Regions from separate parts of the Sus scrofa genome. Here region 2 is linked to region 1. The links are chromatin contacts, called in public HiChIP or PLAC-seq maps. All regions are on one chromosome and are shown on one strand. The core of a region is the stretch at or near the end of the contact, and the rest is flanking DNA. Distances in the headings are between cores, read along the strand shown.

The links. HiChIP or PLAC-seq counts read pairs in DNA pulled down with a chosen protein or histone mark.
Region 2: a contact with region 1 is called in an H3K27ac HiChIP or PLAC-seq map of alveolar macrophages. The contact joins two enhancer-like sites. A contact is called at or near these places in 1 of 5 promoter capture datasets (fetal skeletal muscle) and 1 of 2 datasets of contacts at active chromatin or transcription factors (alveolar macrophages).

What each region holds. Positions count from the first base shown.
Region 1 is chr14:104,807,856-104,811,550 of Sscrofa11.1, forward strand. MYOF (myoferlin) reads right to left here. Exons shown (of 54, transcript XM_021073854.1): 35 at 3,630-3,695; 36 at 916-1,081. Among named protein-coding and RNA genes, the nearest start is that of MYOF, 130 kb to the right of the region's middle. Within about 2 kb of position 2,061, at least 1 of the 83 cell types and tissues checked has an H3K27ac peak or open chromatin away from gene starts, as enhancers often do. A contact at or near this core is called in alveolar macrophages, where this site is marked.
Region 2 is chr14:104,962,106-104,966,046 of Sscrofa11.1, forward strand. CEP55 (centrosomal protein of 55 kDa) reads left to right here. Exons shown (of 9, transcript XM_013983573.2): 3 at 22-297; 4 at 3,285-3,353. Among named protein-coding and RNA genes, the nearest start is that of CEP55, 6.8 kb to the left of the region's middle. Within about 2 kb of position 2,211, at least 2 of the 83 cell types and tissues checked have an H3K27ac peak or open chromatin away from gene starts, as enhancers often do. A contact at or near this core is called in alveolar macrophages, where this site is marked.

The DNA of each region.
Region 1 (3,695 bases), core at 811-3,310:
CTAATCTCCTGAGCTTATGGGCTCTGGGATCTCATTCACTGATGGGACCCAGTCCCCAGCTCCTAACACAGTCCCTGGCAGGTGGTAAGCTAAAAAGCAAGACATTACTAATAAACAAGAGCAAAATGCTATTCATTAGTTATTATTTAGTATAGAACTCTAAGTATCATGCCCTGCTCTATCACTTACTTATTAGTTATGTGACCTAAGCCCAGGCATTTAAACTCAGCAGGTGTTATTTTTCCCTCAGTGGAGAACAAGGAAATTGTATCTTTCAAATGATATCAAAACAATGTTGTGATGTGTGAATGAGGAGGGACAATAGATGGAAAGCAATTTAAAATAAAAATCCCCAGTTCCCTCAGTGCTCAGAGGGGCCCCCTCTCTCTCCCCATCAAATTATGTATCACACCAAGCTACAATTACCCATTGCCTTTTTTGCTTTTTGTTTTTTTTTTAGAGCCATACCTGGAGCACACAGACGCTCCCAGGCTAGGGGTCGAATCAGAACATCAGCTGCCAGCCTAGGCCACAGCCACAGCAACGCCAGGGACCAAACCTGCAGGTTCACAGACACTGTCGGGTTCTTAACCTACTGAGCCACCACGGGAACTGCCATTGCCTTGTTTGTCTTCTCTGCTGGACAATACAAGACATCTTACGTTCACTGAGGCGCTGGATACTTAATACGGTAATAGCTTGAGCACTGGGTCCCCCAAATGAGGCCAGGACTCAAGAGGGGCTCTGCCACTTACTAACGATACTACCCTGGGAAAATGACACAGTATTGTAAATCAAACTGTTTCCTCAATCTGCAAAATCTGGACAATGAGTACTTACCTTGAGAAGTTTGTAACGGTTAAATCAGCTCAACAGGAAAAGTCTTGAGATGTGATTTAGAGACTTGCACTTTACCTTTTAGCTGCGGCACAATGTCCTCCTTTCCTGCATAAGGGTCGCAGCGAAAGCGGTCCAGGCGGTCGATGGTGCACTGGCCCACGACGGGCTTGCGCCCAAACTGCCGGTGGTCGATGACCTTGATCACCAGCGGGGGCATGTACAATTCCTCCTTGGGCAAGAACTGGGGGTCACAGAGGGAGGGGTCACTTCTCTGTATAAGACCTGACAAGGGCAGCTTTGCCAATCAACTCCCTCAAAGGGACCAACTCAGGCTCTTTTTGCTGTTGGTAGAGCCCAGGGCACTTGCAGTAAGCAGCACGTTGCAGAAGGCCTGAGCTCTGAGCCTGATGCCCAGGACCAAATCCTAGCATGATCTCAGGGAACTTTTCTATGTCCCAGCAATCTCCTCAGTAATGGTAGGCTTGCAGAATTAATCTATGTGAAATACTTAGGACAGTAACTTAGTACCTGACTTTGCTCTGTAACAAGATGCAAAGTTAGCATTTATTCAGAATTAGTTAAAGTTTAGAAATGATTGCGGTAAAACTGGACTTTCCTGGGAAATAACTGTGGCCTGAGAGTCTTTGAGCTTTGGGAGTTCAGGGCCAAAAGGGGATGCTCATTGTTTCTCAATGCCTCCTGGATGCTCTACATGGAGTCTGGTGGCCTTGGTGACATTGTCTGGTTGGGGGATCCTAGGCTGGTCTCAGGTCTGCCTGGTGCATTTGTGGTTCAGATGATTTCTACCTCCGTCCTTGCTGGGGTCAACTGAACTAGCTTTCCTCATCCCTGCTGACCGAGGCTAGATTCCAGACTAGAGCTTGGGAGGGGACAAGGATGGGTAGAGTGGCCCAGGGGATCACTCTGGGATTCTGGCTTGGAGCATCCAGGTGGCACTCATCTATACCACCATAGGGGGATGAGCAGGGGCTTTGAAGTTGGAGGGACCTTAAGTCCAAACTCAGACCACCCACTTGCTAGTGGTGTTTCTGTGTGTAAATTAATTAACCTCTAAGTTTCCACCAAAGCACACATAAGGGGATGAACATGCCTGCTCTGCAGGATTGAAGACCTAATTCAGGGAGAGAATGCAGCCACCATGGAGCTGTGTGCAGCTGCTGTTGCAATCTCAACAGTCACTGCAGCATAACAGGCAAGGCCTGGCACTCACTAGGGAACTTGCACAAGGCATTTCCCCCATCTAGGCTTCAGTCTCCTCATCTCTAAGAGAAGTTAAGCCACATGACCCTAGAGTTCAAGAGAGGTCTGCTCAGATGCCAAAGGCAGGAAATGATTGGGGTGGGGAAAGGAATGGGAAGGTCCTATACCTTCCATCCCATCAAAGTGAGGAAATGCCTTTCTTTCCATCTCTCTCTCTCCTTCTTCTTTTTTTTTTTTTCTTTTTTCTTTTTAGGGCCACATCTGTGGCATCTGGAAGTTTCCAGGCTAGGGATCAAATCAGAGTTGCAGCTGAAGCTTATGCTATAGCAACTTGAAATCCAAGTCACATCTGCAACCTATGCTGTGGCTCATAGCAACACCAGATCCTTAAACCCACTGAGTGAGGCCAGGAATTAAACCTGCCTCCTCATGGATACTAATCAGATTCTTAACCTGCTGAGCCACAATGAGAATTCCTCCATCTTTTATATAGTAGAGAAAAATAGATTTTTCTTTTATAAAAAAGTAAGGATTTAATGGCTTTAAAAATGGAAAGACTGGGAATTCCCCAGTGCAGTGAGTTAAGGACCCCATGTTGTCACTGCCATGGCATGTGTTTGATCCCTGGGCCCAGAAACTTCTGCATGCTTTGGGTGTCACCAAAAAACAAACAAACAAACAACAACAAAAAAAAACCCATAATCTTTTCTTGCTCCAAAGCAGTCTGGGGTCAATGGCAGAGAACTGTGACCTGTTCTGAGGCTGCCCCATTTCTAATAACCAAAGGGGAAATTTGATGGACAAAGAAGGAGCCATCCAGGGGCACCTGGAGGTGGGGCCCCAATCACCCCGTCACTCTCCAACTACCCGTATCCCAGCCAGCAGTCACTATCTGCAGGGTTCTAGTCCATGGACACCTGTAAGGGCACAGCTGAGGGTTAATATTCTGCTCATGAGGGACTGACCAATAGCCTGTTGTACAGAGCTGAACAGGTGGGAAGTTTCTTGGAGAAATACACTAGTATCACTCATAGATACTTCTGTGTCACTGGAGCCTTAAGAAATTATCACCATGGTGTGAGAATCTAAGGAGGAAAAGTCACTGACCAGCTGACTACAGAACAGGGTTTTTCTTTTCTTTCTGTCTTTCTTTCCTTTTTTTTTTTTTTTTTTTTTTTTTTTTTTTGTCTTTTCTAGGGCCGCACCTGCGGCATGTGGAGGTTCGAAGGCTAGGGGTCTAATCAGAGCTGTAGCCGCCGGCCTACACCAGAGCCACAGCAACGCCAGATCTGAGCTGTGTCTGCGACCTACACCACAGCTCATGGCAACGCCGGATCCTTAACCCACTGAGTGAGGCCAGGGATTGAAGCCATAACCTCATAGCTCCTAGTCATATTCGTTAACCCCTGAGCCACAATGGGAACTCTGTGGAGCAGGGCTTTTCTATCAGTTGTCAGACTCTGGAAACACATATACATAAATGTGTGTGTGATTTGTATATATTCATTCTTCAGGTACAATTCAGTTATTCAACAGGCATGGACTATTACAGAGTCTTGATACTCTACCACTTTCATGAAGAGAACAGAACTTGGAAAGTTGGGCGTCTTCTTAAGGTTTTTGATCACCACTGA
Region 2 (3,941 bases), core at 961-3,460, 150 kb after region 1:
TTCTTCTTAGTTTATATCTAGAAAATTCGAGTCCTTGAAGCTGAGAGGGAGAAGAATGCTTATTGCCTCACAGAGAAGGACAAAGAAATACAGCGACTCAGAGACCAGCTGAAGGCCAAATATAGTACTACTGCTTTGCTTGAACAGCTGGAAGAGAAAACGAAGGAAGGTGAAAGGAGGGAACAGCTGTTGAAATCCTTGTCTGAAGAGACAGATGTATTGAAAAAACAGTTGTCTGCTACAACTGCAAGACTTGCTGAACTTGAAGGCAAAGCCAGTACACTCCGTTTATCACAGGTACTAATTTCTTTAAACCCAGGTTTTTTAAATCTTTTCTGATGCAGTTTGTAATTCTTATGAAGAATGAGTTTGTTAAAACTCATTTTTTAGGAGTTCTCGTCATGGCTCAGTGGTTAACGAATCCGACTAGGAACGATAAGGTTGAGGGTTTGATCCCTGGCCTCGCTCAGTGGGTTAAGGATCCGGCATTGCCGTGAGCTGTGGTGTAGGTCACAGACACGGCTCAGATTGATCCCGAGTTGCTGTGGTGTAGGCTGGCAGCTACAGCTCCAATTAGACCCCTAGCCTGGGAACCTCCGTATGCCACAGGTGCAGCCCTAGGAAAGGCAAAAAGACAAAAAAACAAAAACAAAAAAACTCATTTGTCAAATGGTGAAACAGCATACTGTACTAACAGATTAACAGATTACCTTTTTTTTTTAAATAGCCTAGTACTTTGTAAGCAAAAATAGGTAATATGGCTTCCTCCACTCCCCATTGTTTGGCTCTCAGGAATATTCAGAATACAGAATCTGCTATGTATCTGCAACAGCCCAGGAAGATTTTGTTGAGTTTTTTTTTTATAGTTTCTTTCATGAAAACAGTAGGCTTTGTTTTTTTGGTTATTTTTCATATTTGAGATACTCAATTATAATATCTGGTATGCTTTTCCTACTACATGTGCTTTTTGTCCCCTTCTTTTGTTTTAGAGTCACTAGAGTAGCAGAAATAGCAAGGATTTGTAGGTAGGCAGATCTGAGTTCAGATCTTGGTTCTTCTGCTTGCTAGCTATGTGATTCTTAACAAATTCCTTAACCTTTCTAGCTTTAAAGACAATGCTAGAATTCACCAGACCCCTCTCCTTAAACCTTAATTTCCACAGTGGTAAAATCAGGATAAGAACACTGGAGATTAAATGTTATATGTATGTAAATTGCCTAGCAGAGTGCCTGGCATATAGTAAGTGCTAAATAAATGATTTCTTATTGGTCAGAGCTTTGAATCTTTTGGATATTTGGATGTTTGAATAATAGTAACAATACAAGTATTAATACCACCTATTAATATCAGTAGCTTTTAGGTGTAATATTGAAACATTATTAGATGTCTTCATACTTTCTCTCTCCTTTAGGGTATTCAGATTGATCAGACCTCTGTTGTGTACTCTCATAGGTGGACAACTGAGTGTTTCTACAGATGAGTTCAAAGAAGTTAAGCTTTTCTAAGGAAGTTCCGTAGAGCTGAAACTCATGAAACTTTATAGTCAGATCCTAAGTGGTTGACTGAACCTTTACTTAAAGCTCAAGGATTAGTTTCTCTACTTTTTTTTTTTTTTTTTTTAAATGCTTTTTAGGGTCACACCCACAGCATGTGGACGTTCCCAGGTTAGGGGTCAAATTGGAGCTACAGCTGCTGGCCTACACCACAGCTCATGGCAACGCTGGATCCTTAACCCACTGAGCAAGGTCGGGGATTGAACCCACATCTTCATGGTTCCTAGTTGGGTTTGTTTCCACTGAGCCACGAAGGGACCCCCCAAGTTTCTCTACTTTTGAAGCTGGAAATGTAAATCTTGGTAGAAATGATAGTTTTTAATAATGTGTTCTTGTAATAATTGTGTGGGATAGCCACTAGTAATTTCTGTATTAATTAGCATGTCTAACTGCTGTTGACAACCAATCTCCAAATCTCAGTCTTACATGACAAATGATTATTTTTTGCTCATGTCACAGCCTAGTGCAGGTGGGAGTGGAGGAGGCTTTACTCCATAGTGATCCAGGGTCCTTCCTTCTGGTGGCTCCCTCGTCCCTCAGGGGGCATTCCTCCACCAGATCCTCTATACATACCTGTGGGTTAAAGGGCATGTGGAGAATTGGGGGAATGTGTAGGGTTTAGGCCTAAAATTAGCATATCTCACTTCTGCTCACATTCTATTGGACAGAATTCAGCCTCATGATCCCAATAACCACAGGGAAGGCTGGGAAATGTAGTCCACAGTGTATGCAGGGGAAAAGGAAAGGAATTTGGTGAACTATCTCTGTCATAGTTTTCCACCTAAAGGACTAAATTGAGAGGGAGAAAGAGCTATACTAGGGTGAGTGTCTAGATCATCTTTGAATAAGAAAAAAAATGTTTTGAGCTTCCTTGCCAGCCTTCACAGAAGTTTCTTTCCATATAGCTGTTAAAAGACTGAAATACAACTTATTATGAGTTTTGTTGGCTAGACTGAATACCTAACCATCTACTTCCCTCTTTTTTCCCTCTATGAGAAAGTGAAGAAAAAAGAGATGTTTTGAGTTCTATATGAACAAATACTAAATAATGCTATTGCAAATACAAATGTAATGCTAGAAAACAACTTTTGTTTTTTATTTGACAATTTAATATCTTCCAGATTTTATTTAAATAGCCCAGTTGTTTTGCTTTGTCTCCTAGTGAAAACCACTGGGCTGTTCATATGCCCTGAGGCTATTCTGGTAATCCTGGGGTCCAGAGGACCTCAGAAATCAAATTAGATATGACATCTCTGGGAAGTTCCTTTTGTGGGTCTGTGGTTAACCAACCTGACTAGGATCCATGAGAATTCAGGTTTGATTTCTGGCCTTGATCAATGGGTTAAGGATCTGACATTGCTGTGAGCTGTGGTGTAGGTCAAAGATGTGGCTTGGATCCCGCATTGCTGTGGCTGTGGTGTAGGCCAGTAGCTGTAGCTCCAATTTGACCTCTAGCCTGGGAACTTCCATATGCCGCAGATGCAGCCCTAAAAAGCCAAAAAAAAAAGGGGGGGGGGATATGACATCTCAGGTTTCCAATCTGCTTAGAAAGCTTCCAGGACATCTTAATTCTGCTTTGCTACCCATCGCCTCTTGGTATGATGGTTCACCAGCATGTACTTGATCTGTATTTTGGGATGCTTCTGTGAAGTATGTATTATGAAACTAAATGTAATGAGGAAACTTCTAGTATTAAATGTATGAGGTTAATGAATATTGGTTTACTTACAGACTGTGGCTACAAGTTGCCTCAATCCATCGATGAGTGAGATTCATGAAATGGAAGTGCAGCTGAAAGACGTAAGTTCATTTGTCTTTTATTAAGTTATGGCTAAAGAGAAATAATTCATTTATTATTAAATTTCATAGAAATTGGCAGCACTAGTGCTATGACTTGGAAAAACATTTTGAGGAGACGGAAAAATGAATGGTTTGAGATCATCTCTCTAGGTTACTACCTTTTTTTTTTTTTTTAACTCCCCACCAAAATGATTCTTTTTTTTTTTTTTAAGGCCACACCTGTGGCATATGGAAGTTCCCAGGCTAGGAGTTGAATTAGAGCTGTAGCTGCCGGCCATTCCCACAGCAACACGGGATCCGAACTGCGTCTATGACCTACACCACAGCTCACTGCAACGCTGGATCCTTAACCACTGAGTGAGGCCAGGGATCAAACTGCCTCCTTGTGGATACTAGTCGGATTTGTTTCCGCTGAGCCACAACAGAAACTCTCTCTAGGTTACTACCTTAAAGTTTCTTTCCAGGCAAGCAGGAGGGCCTCTTCCTCTAAGTATGGTCTCTTGTAGGCTAGAAAGCCTAGAAATCGCCTATTTCTATCGAATATCTCACTAGCGTCCTTCCTCCACCTAAATCTAACTTGCCCAACTC